Regions from separate parts of the Mus musculus genome. Here region 1 is linked to region 2. The links are chromatin contacts, called in public promoter capture Hi-C maps. All regions are on one chromosome and are shown on one strand. The core of a region is the stretch at or near the end of the contact, and the rest is flanking DNA. Distances in the headings are between cores, read along the strand shown.

Region 1 (4,599 bases), core at 1,671-4,170, 69 kb before region 2:
GGCAGAGGCCATAGGGGAGCATTACTTACTGGCTTGCTCTCTAGGACTCACTCAGCCTGATTGCTTATACACCCCGGGACCACCTGCCCAGGGTGGCACTGTGCACAGTGGCTGGAACTTCCCATGTCAAACATTAATGAAGAAAATATCCACAGATGTCCCCATAGGCCAGTCTGATGAAGTCAATATCTTGATTGAGGTTCCTTCTTCCAAGTGACTCTAGTTTGTGTGTAATTGGCACTGGTCAGCACAACTGAGCCCTAATCAGTTTGACATTCAAACGCATCAGTCTCAAACCATAACCTTTTCTTACTTGCTTATCCCCAGTATTCCCAGTTGCTATCCCAATATAAAATACAATCCAACTTTAAAAGTTCCACAATCTTCAAAAAGTGGAAATACTTTAAAAGGTCAGTCTCTTTATAACATCCCCAAATCTCTTCATTGTGAGCTCCCTCACAATCCAAAATAAGTCACATAGTTTTTTATTCCAAGAAGGAAGAACAGACGGATCAAGGCAAAACCAAGCTCAGTGATACAAGACTCTTATCAGCTGAATTTTCAGCTTCAGAGAGCTAGCGTTGATTGTCCTGCTGCAGAAACGGTTTCACTTCACTGTGGCTGGTCTCTTATGAATCATAGCTGATCCTTCAGTCCCAGCTTTCCAGCAACCACAGACTCTTAATTAAAAATATCATACAAACGACCCTGATCGGATTTTTGCTTCATGCTAAAACTTCACAAACCAGGCCTCTGCTGTCTGCATTCCATCAAGTGCTCTCTTCCAAGCTCACACAGAACATCCATCAAGCTCTGAGGGCGAATGACTTTTCTAGCCCAGGTTGCAAGCATGTCCCTAGTCCTCCCTCAAAATGGCATGATCAGGTCTCCTGCAAGAGCCCACTCGCCAGGACTAGTTTATGTCCTGCTTTGCTTTCTATTGCTGAGACAAACACGACGCCCAAAAGCAACCTAAGAGGGAATAGACTTACTTCAGCTTACAGTTTAGAGTGGATCCCAAAGGGAAGTCAGAGCAGGAATGCAAGCATGAGCTATAGAGGGACATTGCTGACTGCCTTGTCTTCCATGGCTTGCTTAGCCAGGTATAAATAACCCAGCACAGGGGTAGCACCTTCGCTTATCCTGACGATGGTCTGCAACCTGCAAGCTGAAATAACACCCTCTCTCCCCAGGTTGCTTTTGGTAATGATGTTTATCAAAGCCACAGACAGCAAAACAGATGTGTGTTTGGAGCACAGGTTCATGTTTGGACATTCAGCCACACCTCATGCTCTTCCCCTTCCCCTTCCTTTCAGGGCTAGGGATTGAATCCAGGCCTTCCCTACATGCTAAGCAGCACGAGCCATCATCTCAGGGGCCTTCTGACTTTTTGAGATTGTCACATTAAGTTTTCCAGGCTGGCCTTGAACTCATTCTGTAGCCCACATAGGCCTTGAGCTCTCCGTTTGCCTGCCTCATCACCTGAGTAGTGGGGATTTCAGGCCTGTACCATCAAATCTGTAACACTGTTTTGAGAGCCGTGGAACCTTTAGGATGTGGGTCCCGGCTAGGCTAAAGGGACACTTTGGGCAAACCTTTGAAGGCTATGTGCTTCTGGGTCCAGCCATTTTGTCCTGTTTCTTGTCTGAGACTGATGTGAAGAACCAAGGCCATACATTCTCATCTCTGTAAACTCTGCAATGTCTTACTCACAAGGATGGAATGGAAGTCCTGGGATCATAAGCCAAAATAGACCTTTTCTCTTTAAGTTATTGTTAGAGTCTGGGGCTGGCCACTGCTGTGATAAGTTTGACCATGTGATTCTCAGGCTGTTGGAACTGGTTTGCAGGAGGCATTTGAAAGATTTTAGAACTGCAGGCTAGAGAGTAACTAGGATAGTGTGAATTCTGCCCAATGGTAGGTTCTGGTGGGAGGGCAGAAGATCAGAATGGTAATAGGACCATGGACAGTAAGGGCTGTGCTTGTAATGCTCCTGACAGATATGAAGACCTTATTTGGAAGCAGGACTCAAGGTCGTTCATGGTACACCCTGACCAAGAACCTGCATTGATTTCACTCAGGTCTTTAAGGACTAGTTCATCTGGTAGAGGAAATTTCAAGACAGTATGACACCCAGGCTGTGGCATGGTTATCACTGGCTGTTTTTAACCAAATTTACAGTGTGGAGCCACCGAAAGCAAAGACTTGAGTAGAAGAGTGTGTAAATCATTCAGAAAATGAGTCTGACTATTGTTAACGTAGTGAACCATGTGAGTGAACATTACAGGCAAAGTCACAGTAGTTGTTAAAGTCAAATTGAGTGCTTTGCCATAGTTGAAGAGATGAGGAGGGGGTGTGTGGCAGACAGGCCTCTAGGCAAAGAGCCCACCTATTGAAGACTGCAGGGTATAAACTCATTTGAAAGACCTTTATTTAAAATGAGAGTTCCTATAAAGGAGTGCCTAAAGGGGTACTCAGGAATTACTTCCCCAGGCTAAGCCTTTTGGGTATGCAGAAGCCACCGCAGCCATGGTCATTAGAATCCTGGCTATATCCTGAGTTGGAAGCAGAAATCAGTGTCATCTGCGTCTGCATGGCGCTGAGTTTTCAAGCACAAAAAGTATAATCTTAGCGATGGAATGCTTTGCTATGAGATGCCAGAGAAAAGCCTAAGACCAGGAAACGGGTAGCAGCGTTGGGCTCCCCACAGGACCTCCTGACGAGGCTGTTGAGGTGGGGCCCAAGTTTCAGTGCCGACTTCAGGATACTGAAAACACCAAGAGCAGGTGACATCTGCTGATAAAAGCTATAGGCAGTAATTGGAGGTGGCCCTCAATTTTCTCACCAGCAGCACACAGCCCGGTGTTCACTTGTAAGTAAAACTCACCTGACCCACATTAGCTCTCTTAGCTGCTTATCAGCTAAGAGCATTCCTAGTCTCTAAGGAAGGAAGTTCTGGTCTCCCATACGCCATGAGTACTCAGGCAGCAGGGACGGAAGAGGAGGGGCCACCCCAGTCCCTTGAAGCTCAGATGATGTCATCATAAGCCCCATTTGCTAGACACGGACCTATGTAATTTACTGTTTCCATGCTTGGCTTTGGTCTAATCTCTCCTTACTGGCGTCTCATCCCTCCCTCTGTACCACTCTGTACGGAAAGTATCTAACCTGTTTATTTTTGTAGATGCTCACAGTTAAGAGTTTGCCTCAAGTCTCAGAAGAAATGTTAAACTTTCCGACAGGGTTGGGACTGTTGCAACTATGGGAACTTTTGAAACTGGACTGAACGTCTTTTGTGTCCTGAGATGGCCTGTGCTTCACGGAGCAGGGGCAGAATATTTTTACTTGAAGGTAAAATGTCCCCAAAAGGTCATGGTTTGAATGTCCAGGCTGCAGCTTGTGGAAGTATTGTGAGGAAGGCTATGGGACTTTTCTGAGGTGGATGAGCTTGTGGATGCGAGACAGTAGGGATGGTCCACCCACTTCGGGTACTGGCTGGCGTGCTGGGCTCCTTGTCTACCGCTGTATGGAGCTAAGTCCTCTGCTCCCACTGTCATGGACTCTCTATGCCCTCACTCCTGGGGGTCTAAAACTTCGGAAAAGGGTGAGCCAGAATAAACGGTCCTCGCTTGAGTTGCCTCCATCCCGTCACATTGTATCATTTTGTCACAGTGAGAAGCAACTAGCGCTGCTGCTCCCCCTACTGAATCTAGGAGATCTGAAGTCAGTTGAAAGCCTTCTGGTGAATCACCATGCTTTCTGGTCAAACTCCTACAAACAACACTCATCAGACTCTTCTGCTAAAACAGAAAACTAGTCCTCAGTCAGGCTAATACAGGAGTCAGGGTACCAGCTCCCTTATACTTTGTTTTGAAGGTGGTATTGAGACACAGTGCTCTCCTGTGGTGGCCACTTGAATGAGATGCTCTCAGTAGTCGCAGGCATTTGAATACTTAGTCCCTGGTGGGTTAGGGGGGTATGGCCTTTCTGGAGAAAGTATGTCCCTGGGGGTGGGCTTCCAGAACTTAAACTGCTTGTGGTTCAAGATGAAAACCCTCGGCTTCCTGCTTCTGACAGCATCACTTCACTCTCTGCTCTGGAGCCATGAACCCAGATAAGCTCATTGTTCTCTAAGTTACCCTGCTCAAGGTGTTTTGTCACAGCAATAGCTAATGAATCTGTGTACACGCAGAGATGCTACAGCTGTGGTCTCAATTTTCTCACCAGCAGCAGAAAGCCCTGTGTTCACAAGTAGGCAAAACTCACCTGAACTGCATCAGTCCTCCAGCTGCTTATCAGCTGACTACATTCCCTGTCTCTAAGGAGGGCAGTTCTCATCTCCCCTACTCCTGGCCTGTGCCCTTTCTCCACGTTACTGAAACTCTGCCCTTCTCCCAAGAGCCCTCAGAAGCAGTCTTGCTTCCAGCAGGAGCTTCAAGCCAAGTCTTTTCCCATAGCATTGAAGCCCAGGTTGTCTTCACATGGTATATCTCCAGAGGAAGGCAGAAACCATCCTGGCCCACAACTTTAATTGATTGCTTTCCTTCTGCTGGGCCCTGGGATCAGCTCAAATAGCTCGTAGCTCGGTGCTACTGAGGA
Region 2 (4,269 bases), core at 1,157-3,656:
AGCTAGAGACAACTCGTTTTCTTAGGTTATACATATTCTTTCATCCAGACTCACTTGGAGCCCAAGGAAGTGGGTAAGACTGCGATTCTCACTTCATGGATGAGGAAACCGGTTCTCAGAGAGAGTTGGTAACCTACCCGCAGTCACTCGGCTAGTGGATGATAGATGAGGGACCAGAACCCTGACCACTGTGAAACATCCAAGCCCACGTTCTTCTCCACCACAGTATCACTCAGCGTCTGCCTATTCTTTGTCCCCTCCTTAACTAGCTAAAGCTCCCCAAGACACCTCCCTGCACAGGAGAATCATGGCTGAATTGGAAACCCTAAGGCTACTAATCCAAGAGGTAGCAGTTAGAGAAAGAATGGATGCTCCAAACTGAGCCTACTGCATTCCATTCAGTAACTTTCCAACAATTCGACCCCTCCATGTGTCTCTTAACCGGGGTCCTTATTATGTGCTTGGTGTGGCTTCGCTCTTGACTAAGTATTTCTCCTTAAGATCAATATGCTGCTCAATTGCCAAGTCGAGGGAAAGGATACTTCTGGCAGAAGAAAAAAAATATTGACCAGGCTGCGCTAAGTCCATTTACACGGGGCATTACATACATCACAGGAGCTTGGGATAGATGCTGAGCCCACACGGTGAGACAAGGAGCTAAGAGCACTGGAGATCAGCGCAACCAGCTGCTGTCTCTGGGGTAGAGTTGCCGCATTTCACCCATGTAAACAGAAAAACCCTAAGGGATTTCAACCTCCCAACAGAGCGTTCATCTTGAGAATCCAAGTGTGATCTGGCAACCTTCACGTAGACAAATGTGTCTTCCGTTCCTTGAGACAAGAGCCTAGGTAGACCTTCTACTTAGAAGCATAAGAACAAGCAGAAGCAGTCATACTCCCCCCGGGTGTAGATCCAAAAGAATCACAGTCAGCTACAATAGTGACACTTGTGCACCCATGTTTATTGTAGCTCTACTGACAATAGCCATGGTATGGAGTCAACCGGGTACCTATCCACAGATGAATAAATAAAAAAATATATAGTTATGTGGGGCTATATGTGTGTGTGCAGTATTGTTCACTATAAAGAAGAAAATCATGTCATTTATAGGAAAATGGACAGAAGCAAAAAAAAAAAATCACCATTTTACCTGAAGTGAACCCAATTCACAGAGATAAATATCACATATTTTCTCTTGTATGTGTGTAAAAATAAAGGGCTATCAGGATGCAGAAGAGCAAATGAAGCAAACACCTTAATGTCCAGGATTATTAGATGCAATATATATATATACACACACACACACACACACACACACACATATATATATATATATATATATATATATACACATATATGCTCCCAAAGTAAAGAAAGGGTTATCCTCAAAAGTGCAAAGTCAAACAAAAAAGCAAGCAGAACCATTGAGAAATGAGCAAAGGTTTTAAACAGTTGTCCCTCTAGAGGATGCACCCATGATATAGAAAGCACAGCATCCATTATCATCAGGGACATGTACATCAAGACCACAGTGTGACCACACCCACCAACTTTAGGATGGCCTCCACCTCTCTCTTCTCTCCAGCCTTGGTGGAACCTTCTATGACCTTCAGTAACCCATGTCCCTCAGCAGCGATGCTATCACAGTTTGCCCCTAGCTGACTGTGTCTAACCTTGGTTTGTTCCCCTGTGTGCTGGCCCGGGGGCACTGTGCAGTGCTAAGTACCCTGTGTTCTGTGTCTCTTACACGCAGGACAATTACACCCTGAGATTTATTTCTCATTCTCCTAACCACACTGAAATACAATGGTTCCAGCCGCACTATTTTTAGGGTGGAAAAACTGAAGCTCAGAGAGCTGTCGCTCAAGGCCACATCAGCAGAGCCAAGGCCACATCAGCAGAGCCACTCATGAGGTCTGACTTGTCCAGCTCTAAAGCTTGTGTGTGTTCTTCCTTAGAAATAATGTTAGGAAGTAAGGCGGATATCAGAACTATAGGATCTGAAAACAGAACCCTGCACTGTTACTTACTTCAACTCTTGACCTGATGTGACAACTCTGTACCCTGTGTGACACTCAATTGTGCCTTGCCATGGTCACTTCCCTATTGCCTTACCGTGGGTCGCTTCCATATGATGCCTTGAGTTTCTGCAGAGCCTGGTCCAAGATCCCTGTAGCCCAAAGCTGACGGACATGCCGGGAATTCCGGGTCTTTAAATAGGACCCCTGAGTTCAAGCATTGCTTTCTCAGGGTCTCGAAGTCCTGGCCCAGATACTTCACAGCATTCTGGTTAGAGCCAAGGCCCTGAGCAGCTGCACGTTGCTTGGATATTCCAGCTGCCAGGGCTGCCATGGCCTGCCTGTGCGTCCTGTAGGTGACAGGAAAGCAGGGCTTCTGTGTCCTCTCAGACATCTGCCCTATGGGGATGCTGCCCTTTAAGGCAGCTCCCAAGGAGGTGTGGCCTGTAAACTTTGCACCTGAGGGAGGCCCTGTTCCAAAGGGACATGAGTCATAAACAGAGTCAAATATGTATCCAAGGTGCAGGCAACTCTGCCCCACCTTCTCCTGCTGTTCACTATTTGGACACCACAATGGAGGCTATCAGGAGTCTCCAAGTTGGATAGGCTGGGGTGATTTCTCCTCCAGAGACTCTGTAAGGAGAGGCCCTGCTCATGCCTTGGTTTTAGTCCAGTGGAAATGACTTAGGTCTGTGGGTGCCCAGAACAGAAAGAGACTAACCCTCTGCTCTTTCATTTTTACCGAGCATGGTGCCTTGCCTGCATGTACACCTGTGCACTACATAAGTGATCTGTCCTTGGAGGCCAGAAGAGGGCACCAGAGTCCCCAGAACTGGAGTTCCAGACAACTGTTAGCTTCCATGTGGGTGTTAGGAGTCCAACGCAGATCTTTGCAAGAACAGCCAGTGCTCTCTCAAACCCTAAGCCATTGCTCCATCTCCAACTTCTGCTCTTTTCAGTCACTTGTGTTCGTTTGTTACAGAAGACACAGGCAGCCAGTACAGTGTGACAAGAATTCTCTGAACTACTTACCCACAACACAGTCTCCCTAGTAACCTGCATTAATCGCCACCATCTCAAAGAGTGTTCTGGGGGCTGGCTGTAAGATGCCTCAGTGGATACGAGGGCTTGCCGCACAAGCAGGACAATCTACATTCAGAGGTAGAGACCAGAGAATAAGGAGTCTGAGGTCACTGTGGGCTAAATGGTGAGTTCAAATCCAACCTGGGTTACGTGAGACCCTGTCTCTAAAATGAAATAAAACAGAATATAAAATAATCATGATTCAGCAGTTCTGAGCTAAGTCTCTAGGACCCATATCAGAGTCTTTAGACCATTCACCTGCAGATGATTCTAAAGCGGGTTCACACTGGTCTCTGAACCAGACAGCCTCTGAGGCTGCCGGTCTTCCCGCTGAGGGTCATCCACGTGTTCAGCCCTGAGCTTGGTGCTTCTGAGAGAGCATGTTTACCTGCCAGACATGAAACAGACAAAAGCAGGGTTTCCCGTGATTCACCAGAAATACAAGGTCAGCATGACCTTCCAGGACAGGAGGCAGTTATACGAAAGCTTTGGCTCCTCCGTGCCTCAGGAGCCCCCATTACTCCCTCAACGCCTCTATTTGCGTTAACACTCGCTCAGTGTTGGGCTCACTGAGGGTTCACAGCTAAGTTTCCACCCTGCACAAGGCTGACCTACCCTTCCTCTAAACCAGAACCCCAGCTCCACCCCATCCCCTGACGTTGCCTGGAACACTGAAGATCCTAGAAGCCTTGAAGCCCTAATTTGGGTGGAGGAGGCATTTTTATTCCTGACCCTATTGCCTAGTTAACTGAGATTCGTGCTGAGTCACAGGAACCAGTGGTTGCTCTGAACACAGTTTTCTGGCCATCCCCAGCAAGCTAAGAGGAACGCCGGGCTTCTGCGTGGCTAGTGGGAGCCGGAGCACACCCGTCCTGCTGACTTTGCCACCTGTTCCCGTGTCTCTCCTTCCTCCATGGAGCATTGATTTCTGTTTAGGGGATGTCGTGTTTGTCCCACTTCAGGGCTTTGCAGGCGCTGTTCCTGCCAAACTGCAATACTCTTCTGCTCTGCTCTCTGATCATCCTTCAGACCTGTGCCCCGGAAGTTTTTCCCCAAGGCCACCCCTCAAATTTAGCCCCTCCCTCCTTTCACACTATCAGATGAGTACGCAAAGCCTCGCCCAGCACGGACTCCTGTCCTCAGTGAGTTAAAGCCTCTCGGCCCCATC

Evidence for each region. Promoter capture Hi-C pulls out the DNA fragments that hold promoters and counts their contacts.
Region 1: a promoter capture Hi-C map of hematopoietic stem and progenitor cells shows a contact between it and region 2, with 2.7 times the contacts expected there. The contact joins the enhancer-like site here to the promoter of Capn8 in region 2. A contact is called at or near these places in 20 of 39 promoter capture datasets (the 3T3-L1 cell line, 3T3-L1-derived adipocytes, the C10 cell line and 13 more), 8 of 484 Hi-C or Micro-C datasets (8-cell embryo, Sertoli cells, cerebellar granule neurons and 5 more), 3 of 115 datasets of contacts at active chromatin or transcription factors (embryonic basal ganglia and embryonic stem cells) and 3 of 9 other capture datasets (liver, macrophages and pancreatic islet).

What each region holds. Positions count from the first base shown.
Region 1 is chr1:182,632,267-182,636,865 of GRCm38.p6, reverse strand. Capn8 (calpain 8) reads right to left here. Exons shown (of 21, transcript NM_130890.2): 21 at 4,514-4,599. Among named protein-coding and RNA genes, the nearest start is that of Capn8, 70 kb to the right of the region's middle. Within about 2 kb of position 2,920, at least 14 of the 459 cell types and tissues checked have an H3K27ac peak or open chromatin away from gene starts, as enhancers often do. A contact at or near this core is called in the HPC-7 cell line and hematopoietic stem and progenitor cells, where this site is marked.
Region 2 is chr1:182,563,144-182,567,412 of GRCm38.p6, reverse strand. Capn8 (calpain 8) reads right to left here and starts at 2,406. Exons shown (of 21, transcript NM_130890.2): 1 at 2,116-2,406. The coding sequence starts at 2,352. Gm46248 (a long non-coding RNA gene) reads right to left here. Exons shown (of 4, transcript XR_001779884.1): 3 at 3,360-3,489; 4 at 2,932-3,265.